Regions from separate parts of the Pan troglodytes genome. Here region 1 is linked to region 2. The links are chromatin contacts, called in public Hi-C maps. All regions are on one chromosome and are shown on one strand. The core of a region is the stretch at or near the end of the contact, and the rest is flanking DNA. Distances in the headings are between cores, read along the strand shown. Region 1 overlaps PKIG (cAMP-dependent protein kinase inhibitor gamma). Region 2 holds the start of TTPAL (alpha tocopherol transfer protein like).

Region 1 (3,884 bases), core at 588-3,087, 140 kb before region 2:
GCGGAGCTTGCAGTGAGCCGAGATCATGACACTGCACTCTAGCCTAGGCGACAGAGCAAAACTCTGTCAAAAAAAAAAAAAAAGTTGATATAGAAGGAGAGAATACAACAGTGGTTACCAGAGACTGGGGAGGGGAGAGGAGAGGAAAGGATGGAAAGCTGGTCAATGGGTACATAGTTACAATTAGATAGGAGCAGTAAGTTCCTGTTCTATTGTACAGTATGGTGATGGTTAACAATAAGGCATTCTAGGCCGGGTGCGGTGGCTCATGCCTATAATCCCAGCACTTTGGGAGGCCGAGGCGGGTAGTTCACCTGAGGTCAGAAGTTCGAGACTGGGCTGGCCAACATGGTGAAACGTCGCCTCTACTAAAAATACAAAATTAGTCCGGTGTGGCAGCACACGCCTGTAGTCCCAGTTACTCTGGAGGCTGAGACAGGAGAATCGCTTGAACCCATGAGGCGGAGATTGCCGTGAGCTGAGATCACGCCACTGCACTCCACCCTGGGCAACACAGAGCGAGACTTCGTCTCAAAAAAAAAAAAAAAAAAAAAAAGGGCATTCTATATTACAAAATAACTAGAGAAGCTTTTGAATATTCTCATCACAAAGAAAGAAATGCATGAGATGATGGATATGCTAACTGCCCTGATCTGATTATTATACAACATATATGTATCAAAACATCAAGTTGCACCCCACAAATATATACAATGACATGTCAGTAAAAAAAAAAATAATAAAGAAATGTGCCAGATGGGCCTGTACTGACATAGGACAATGTCTGAGATCAACTGGCAACTGAAAAACAGAGGATGCAAAACAACACCTCAAATAAAACCCAGTTCCTGTGGGGAAAGATAGCAGACATATGAAAAAAAAATCTGAAAAAACATCTATCAACCCTGTCAACTGTGGTTCTTTGTGATTAAGGGGAACTTTCGTTTTCTAAGTCTATATTTTTTCAATGGTTGAAGTTTTTATAAACCCAAATTATTGTGCAATGCTTTTAGAAGGTAGCTGACATTGGCAGAAGTGCCCAGAAGGCACCCAGGGTGGGGTTGAGCCAGTAAGTGCTGCAGGTGTGTGTGTGTGTGTGTGTGTGTGTGTGTGTGAGAGAGAGAGAGAGAGAGAGAGGAGGGAGAGAGAGAGAGAGAAGAGAGAGAGAGAAAGAGAGAGAGAGACAGAGAAAGAGAGAGACAGAGAAGAGGATCAGTATGGAGGGCAAGGCCCACATCCCCCCACAACACCTAGCTCAGAAGAAACACCTAAAGAATGAATTAGGGGCCCTCAAAGATCAGACAGGTGAGACAGGGAGGTGTCCTATGGTAGAAAGAGCAAAGAATGAGACACGTGACCTTAAACCCAAGCTCTGCCACCTAACCCTGGGCAAGACCCTGCCTTTCTTGGGGCCTTCATTTCCCCTGTGTAAAATAGAGGAGGGCCAGGACACTGTCCACGGCAATTCCCCCCGGCTACAGCAGATGGCGCACCCTACCTATCTTCCTAGCAGCCTTGCGCGCTGCCCTAGTCACGCTCTGGCTCCTCCTTGGCTAAAAGAATTCCCGGAAGTTCCAGAGGTGGCTCCTTCTACAGGTCACGGAGGTTCACTCCTGCCCTCTGCCTCTGGGGAAACCGCTCAATGCTTCAGGACAGGAAAATGGCTTATGATAATAACAGTAATAACAGAGGATAAAAATGATGCTGACAATTCCTACGATAAGGAAAGGTACCATGGCCCAGGTGCCTGTGTTTTCACACACATCACGCACTCAGTGGCCACAGCTGCCCTCTGAGGTGAGTGAGGCCGGTTTACAGCCACGGCTCAGAAGGGCCTCAGCCCCACCTGAAACCCGCTGCTCTGGAAAATGACAAACCCCGAGCAGGCCACACTGGCTCCCGGAGCCTCTGAGTCCTCGGCTCTTCCTCAGTTAGAATGTCAGCTCCACGGGAACAGGAATTTGGTCTGGATTTTTCCCATGTCCAGCTGAAACCTAATCCTGGCAGCTGAGCCAACAGGTTCTGGCCGCTGCATTCCCTGATTCTCATCCAGCACCTGGTAAAGAGCAGGCGCTCCATGCACACTCGCTGGATTTCACCCTCGGGCCTCTGAAGGAGAGGGAGTTTGTGTCTATCCCTCTTCTCCCCTGCTGCCCGCCTGTCCTCTGTGGGGAGGAGCAGCAGTTCCTTCTTGGGACTGTTGAGAAGGGCCTCCGTGCACCGTGGAGTGCTGTGCAGGTGTTCCTGTCCTAGGACCTGACACCATGGGGTGGAATTACAGGCTCCATCTGAAAGGCCAGCTTCATGCTGGAACGTCTCCTGGGGCTTTGATCTCACAATGCCATCTGATGTTACAAGCTGCCCAGTGCAGGCCACTGGCCCTCGGGACACAGAGACAGCAAATGCCACACTCAAAGACCAATCCTAGAAAACATCAACTGGGCCAACATGCTCTGGCTACCATATCCCCTCAGGGAACAGCAACTCCAAAGACGGCTCTGGGGAGCTCTCCAATCGAAAGCAGAAACACATCGTTTCATTTTTCTCCCATATTTATATTCGTCACTCACCCTCTCCTCTTTACAGTCAACAGCAAATGGGGAAATAAAGAATCCTCAGAGTTGGAAATCCTGTCAGAAAATGGTCATTCTCAAACCCTGTTAATGAGAGTGTAAACTTCCAAGACCTCCTTGGGCAGTGACTTGACAGTGTGTATCCAGAAACCTCAACTTTTTCCATATCTTTTAGCTACTAAATCAGTTTATAATAATCTATTCTAAGAAAATAATCCAAGATCTACATGAAGATAAAATGTACAAAGATGTTCATCATAGTATTATTATTATTTTTTTTTTTTGAGACAGGGTCTTGCTGTGTCACACAGGCTGGAGTGCAGTGGTACAATCATGGCTCACTGTAGCCTCAACTTCCTGGGCTCAAGCAATCCTGTTGCCTCAGCCTCCTGAGTAGCTGGGACTATTCCATGTCTGGCTCATTTTTTTTCAGGGATGGGAATCTCATTATGTTAACCAAGGTGGTCTCAAACTCGTGGTCTCAAACTCCTGGGCTCAAGTTATCCTCCTGCCTCGGACTTCCAAAGTGTTGGGATTACAGGCCTAAGCCACTGCGCCTGGCCCACAGTATTATTTATAATAGCAGGAAACTAAAGACACCAAAATGAGTTCCTAAATGGATGTGTCACATGTCCGAAACGGACAATGGAGAATTATTAATATATACATACTTAACTAATTTCTATCTAAATGAAATACCATTCAGGCATTAAAATGATGTTTGTGAATATTTTTTAAAGACATGGCAAAATGTTCACATATAGTTAAATGAAAAAGAATACCAGTGATATAATTACATACATTAATATTTTTATAAGTGATTTTAAAATGTTATATTTCCTTTTTATAGTGAACACATTCACTTCATCTTAAAATTACTTAATTTTAGATTATGTGTGCATGTAGTCTAAAACTCAAAAGGTCCAAAAGGACAGAGATAAAGAGCTTAGTCTCCTTCCCATCCGATCCAGACACCCTCCCCAAGGCAAGCACGTTTTGGTGTCCTTCCAGACAAAATTTATGCAATATATATGTTCCCCCTTTTTCTCCTTCCCTTCCTTTTTCCTTTATTTAAAACAAAATTTTGGCCGGGCATGGTGGCTCACGCCTGTAATCCCAGAACTTTGGGAGGCCGAGGGGGCGGGTGGATCACGAGGTCAAGAGATCGAGACCATCCTGGCCAACGTGGCGAAACCCCGTCTCTACTAAAAATGCAAAAAATTAGCTGGGCGTGGTAGTGGGCGCCTGTAGTCCCAGCTACTCGGGAGGCTGAGGCAGGAGAATGGCGTGAACCCAGGAGGTGGAGCTTGC
Region 2 (4,060 bases), core at 836-3,335:
TGTGTGGTGGCTCACGCCTGTAATCCCAACACTTTGGTAGGCTGAAGTGGATGGATCACCTGAGGTCAGGAGTTCGAGACCAGCCTGGCCAAAATGGTGAAACCCTGTCTCTACTAAAAATACAAAAATTAGCCAGGCATGGTGGTGCGGGCCTGTAGTGCCAGCTACTTGGGAGGTTGAAGCAGGATAATCGCTTGAAACCAGGAAGCGGAGGTTGCAGTGAGCCAAGATCATGTCACTGCACTCCAGCTTGGGCGACAGGGCGAGACTCTATCTCAGATAAATAAATAAATAAATAAATAAATAAATAAATAAATAAAAATATATTTTAAAAGGACCAATCTGCTGTCTTGAGAATGGACTCTAAGGGAGTGAGGACTGAAGCAGACCATTTAGAGGCTATTGCAATAATCCAGCTGAGAGATGCTGGTGGCCTGGAGTAGGTAGCCTTCACTGACCCCCAGCCAGGTTAGGTGCCTCCCCCGCACTTCTCCCACCCTGTTGCAATTGTCTGTTGGCAATTTGTGAGCAACATCCAAGTTTGTCTTGTTCATCACCTGAAACCCAGCGCCTAACATGGTGTTAGACACATAATCTGCACTCCATAAATATTTGTTGAATGACTTTAGTCTGGTTGGCACAGGTATGCTAAGTGAGGAATGGAACAACTATGGCTTTGTTTCTATGGAAGTAACCAAGAGATGCCTGCAATCCCATCAAACATCAGTGTTCACAAGGTACAAGCCTCACCTCAAAGCCCCTCTCCAGCCTCATTTTCCATCGCACCCCACCTTGATGCACATTAAATGCCAGTCAAAACAAACTAATAACCCATCATCCTTGGAATAACTCGTGCACTTCTGATACACTCTGCCTGGAATTTCCTCTTCTAATTTGTTCCTAACTTGACAGCTCAGGCTCAGCTGCCATGTCACCACCTCAGTGAATCCTTCCCAAACTCCCTGAGGGTGATTCCCTCCAGTTTTCCACAGAACTGGGTTCCTATTTCTTTTTTAGAAATTACAGTCCAATGCTATGGGCATTTATCTAGAGTCAGTTTCACCACGCACTCATTTATCAAATAATTACCGATCACCTACCATATATGTCAGGCACTGTGCTCACAGGCACTGGGAACACAGACGCAAACAATACAATTCCTTGCCTAATAAAGCTTACATTATAGTGGAATGAAGAGAATGCATACTTGAGCACTTTACCATGTATCAAGCATTGCTAAGCCCTTTACCCATTTCCTCATTTAATCTTCACGTTATTTGGTGAGAGCGCTATTACTGTTGCCATTTTACAAAGGAGGACAAAAAGGACTGTCCCCTAGAATCTAAGTTCCACCAGGACAGAGGGCTTGTCTGCCATGTCCACTGCCACCCCCAGTGCCGGGCACATGGCAGTGGTCTGTACACATCAGCGGAGGATATAGGTTAAGCGATTCGCCCAAGGGGGCACACCCGGTGAGGCAGAGCAAGGATGCGTCTAGCCCCACCCTGGGCTTCTAATCTGTACCCTCCACCTGGAGCTTCATGTTGACTCTCCAGGGACTCAGCAGTGCCGAGCGCTCAGCAGGACTCAGTCACAGGCTGGTGAATGAGCTGACAGGCGGACATATGAGTGAGATGCAGACACCATTGGTAACGGTGAAGCCAAAGATCTCCCCCACCTGGAGCCCATCCTTTCTGGAGCATCACTTTCCTTTCCACCCCTTCCTCTCAACAAGGAGAGGTCAGGAAGCCATCTCTCCTAGAGCCCCCGAGACCCCATATCCCGTGGACAACCTTCCGAGGCCCCCACTTCCGGCTGTCACCCCCTCCCCAGGTGTCCCCATTTCCTGGGGTCTCTCGCTCCTCTGGTCCCCACTTCCGGTTATCCTTCCCTCTCAGGGGTCCCTCTCCTCAGCTCCCAGGGCACACGGATGGGCTCGCGGGCACTCACCGGCCCGACTACGGGCGGAGCGCGGGTCAATCGGCGGCGGGAGCCTCGTCCGGCAGCGCACGCAGAACCGACCCGCACTCCCTGCCCGGCCTGCCCGGCCCCTCGCGCCGGAAGTGACGATCCAGGGCGTGGGAGGCGGGGCTCCGCCTAGGAGCGCGCATGTGCGACGCCTCCCCGCGGCGTTGGTGTTCAGTCCCCACCTGGCTGCCGGAGCTCCGAGCTGCGGACCTGGAGTAGCTGGGAGGAGCTGGGGCACCAGCCGCTTGTCAAACCCGGCTTATAGATGGGGAAACTGAGGCTCAGAGAAGGAAGGAAAGAAGCTGCCATTTTCCAAGAACATGCTAACATGTACCTGTTGTTTAACATCCATGATCTTATTAACTCCTCATATTTATGCAATTCCCCTATTTCAGGAAAGGGAAACTGGCAATCAAGGCAGTAAAGGGCTTCAAACCCGGACCTCAGGATTAGCATTCTAGACTTCCCCCCACTATGGCTGCTATCAGGACTAGCTGCTCCAAAAGGGGAGACTCCAAACCAGGGGACATCTGTCTGTCATTAACTGAGTGACCTGGAGCAAGTCCCCATTCCTTCTTGTGCTTCCGTTTCCTTACCTGAAACCTGATTCTTGCTCTGGAGCCTGATTCAATAATTACTTTTTTCCTGCTTTGGGGTTCATTACGTTCCCTCCAGACAAAGGCTTTACTAACTCCCACCCCAGTCCATTAAGATCCGCCCGCAAGTATTTTGTGCAACTGCAACTTTGAGGCAAATCTCCTAGGTCCCTCTGAGGCAGAGGACCACCTCTGGTGGTCCAGGAGAACTCTGAGCCCAAAGAAACGACCTTAAACAGTCTTTTCGTTTTCCTACCCCAGGGGCAAGAGGAGTCCCAAGAAGATGGGAAGTGACCCATGAGGGCCACAAGAACGTGGCAGTTTCTGCCAGATTGAGGGGCAGGGGGCAGCAGTATGGAGGGGACCTGGGAATCATGAGTTTTGACTCCTGCTCTCAGTTTCATCACTTCTAAGATTGACAGACAAAATATATAACATTCACTACAGTTTGAATTTCAGATAAACATTTAAGCATGTTCCTTTCCAAACACACACACACATACACACAGATAAGTGTGTCTTATGCAACATTTGGGACACATTTATACTTTAAAAATTGTTGTTTATAGGAAATTCAAATATGACTACTGGGCATCCTGGATTTTGTTTTGTTTGCTAAATCTATGTATTATTTTCCTGTTACTGTTACAAGGAATTACTGCAAACTTCATGGATTGAAACAACACAGATATATTCTCTTGCAGTTCTCTAGGTCAAAAGTCTAAAATCAAGGTGTTGGCAAGGCTGCATTCTTTTGGGGATTTCGAGGAAGCATCAGTTCCTTTCCTTTTACAGTTTGTAGAGGCCACCTGCATTCCTTAGCTTATGGCCCCTTCTTCAAATCACCTCAACCTCTGGCTTCTGTTGTCACATCTACTACTGACTGATCCTGCTTCCCTCTTCTTATAAGGACTCTTGGGATTACATTGGGCTCAGCCAGATAATCCAGAATAATCTTACCATCTCAAGATCCTTACATTAATCACATCTGTGAAATCTTTTAAAACGTAAGGTAAGGCCGGGTGCAGTGGCTCACGCCTGGAATCCCAGCACTTTGGGAGGCTGAAGCAGGTGGATCACTTGAGATCAGGACTATGATGAGACCACCCCAGCCAACATGGTGAAACCCTGTCTCTACTAAAAATACAAAAATTAGTTGGGCGTGGTGGCACACGCCTGTAATCCGAGGCCCCCACTTCCGGCTGTCACACCCAACTATGTGGGAGCCTGAGGCAGGAGAATCACTTGAACCCAGGAGGCAGAGGTTGCAGTGAGCCGAGATCATGCCACTGCCCTCCAGCCTGGGCGACAGAGCGAGACTCTGTCTCAAAAAGAAAACCCCCCAAAACAGCCGGATGTGGTGGCTCATGCCTATAATCTCAGCACTTTGAGAAGCCAAGGCAGGTGGATCACCTGAGTTCAGGAGTTCGAGACCAGCCTGGCCAACCTGGTGAAACCCTGTCTCTACTAAAAATACAAAAATTAGCCAGGCCTGT

Evidence for each region. Hi-C and Micro-C count contacts between places; a contact is called where the count stands out from the background.
Region 1: a Hi-C map of stem cell-derived neural progenitor cells shows a contact between it and region 2, with 4 times the contacts expected there. The contact joins the enhancer-like site here to the promoter of TTPAL in region 2. A contact is called at or near these places in 1 of 7 Hi-C or Micro-C datasets (stem cell-derived neural progenitor cells) and 1 of 1 datasets of contacts at active chromatin or transcription factors (stem cell-derived excitatory neurons).

Annotation. Positions count from the first base shown.
Region 1 is chr21:50,861,629-50,865,512 of NHGRI_mPanTro3-v2.0_pri, reverse strand. All of the region lies in intron 2 of PKIG (cAMP-dependent protein kinase inhibitor gamma), which reads right to left. Among named protein-coding and RNA genes, the nearest start is that of ADA, 43 kb to the left of the region's middle. Within about 2 kb of position 1,837, at least 11 of the 24 cell types and tissues checked have an H3K27ac peak or open chromatin away from gene starts, as enhancers often do. A contact at or near this core is called in stem cell-derived neural progenitor cells, where this site is marked.
Region 2 is chr21:50,726,552-50,730,611 of NHGRI_mPanTro3-v2.0_pri, reverse strand. It overlaps TTPAL (alpha tocopherol transfer protein like), which reads right to left and starts at 2,085. Exons shown (of 5, transcript XM_001152483.7): 1 at 1,951-2,085.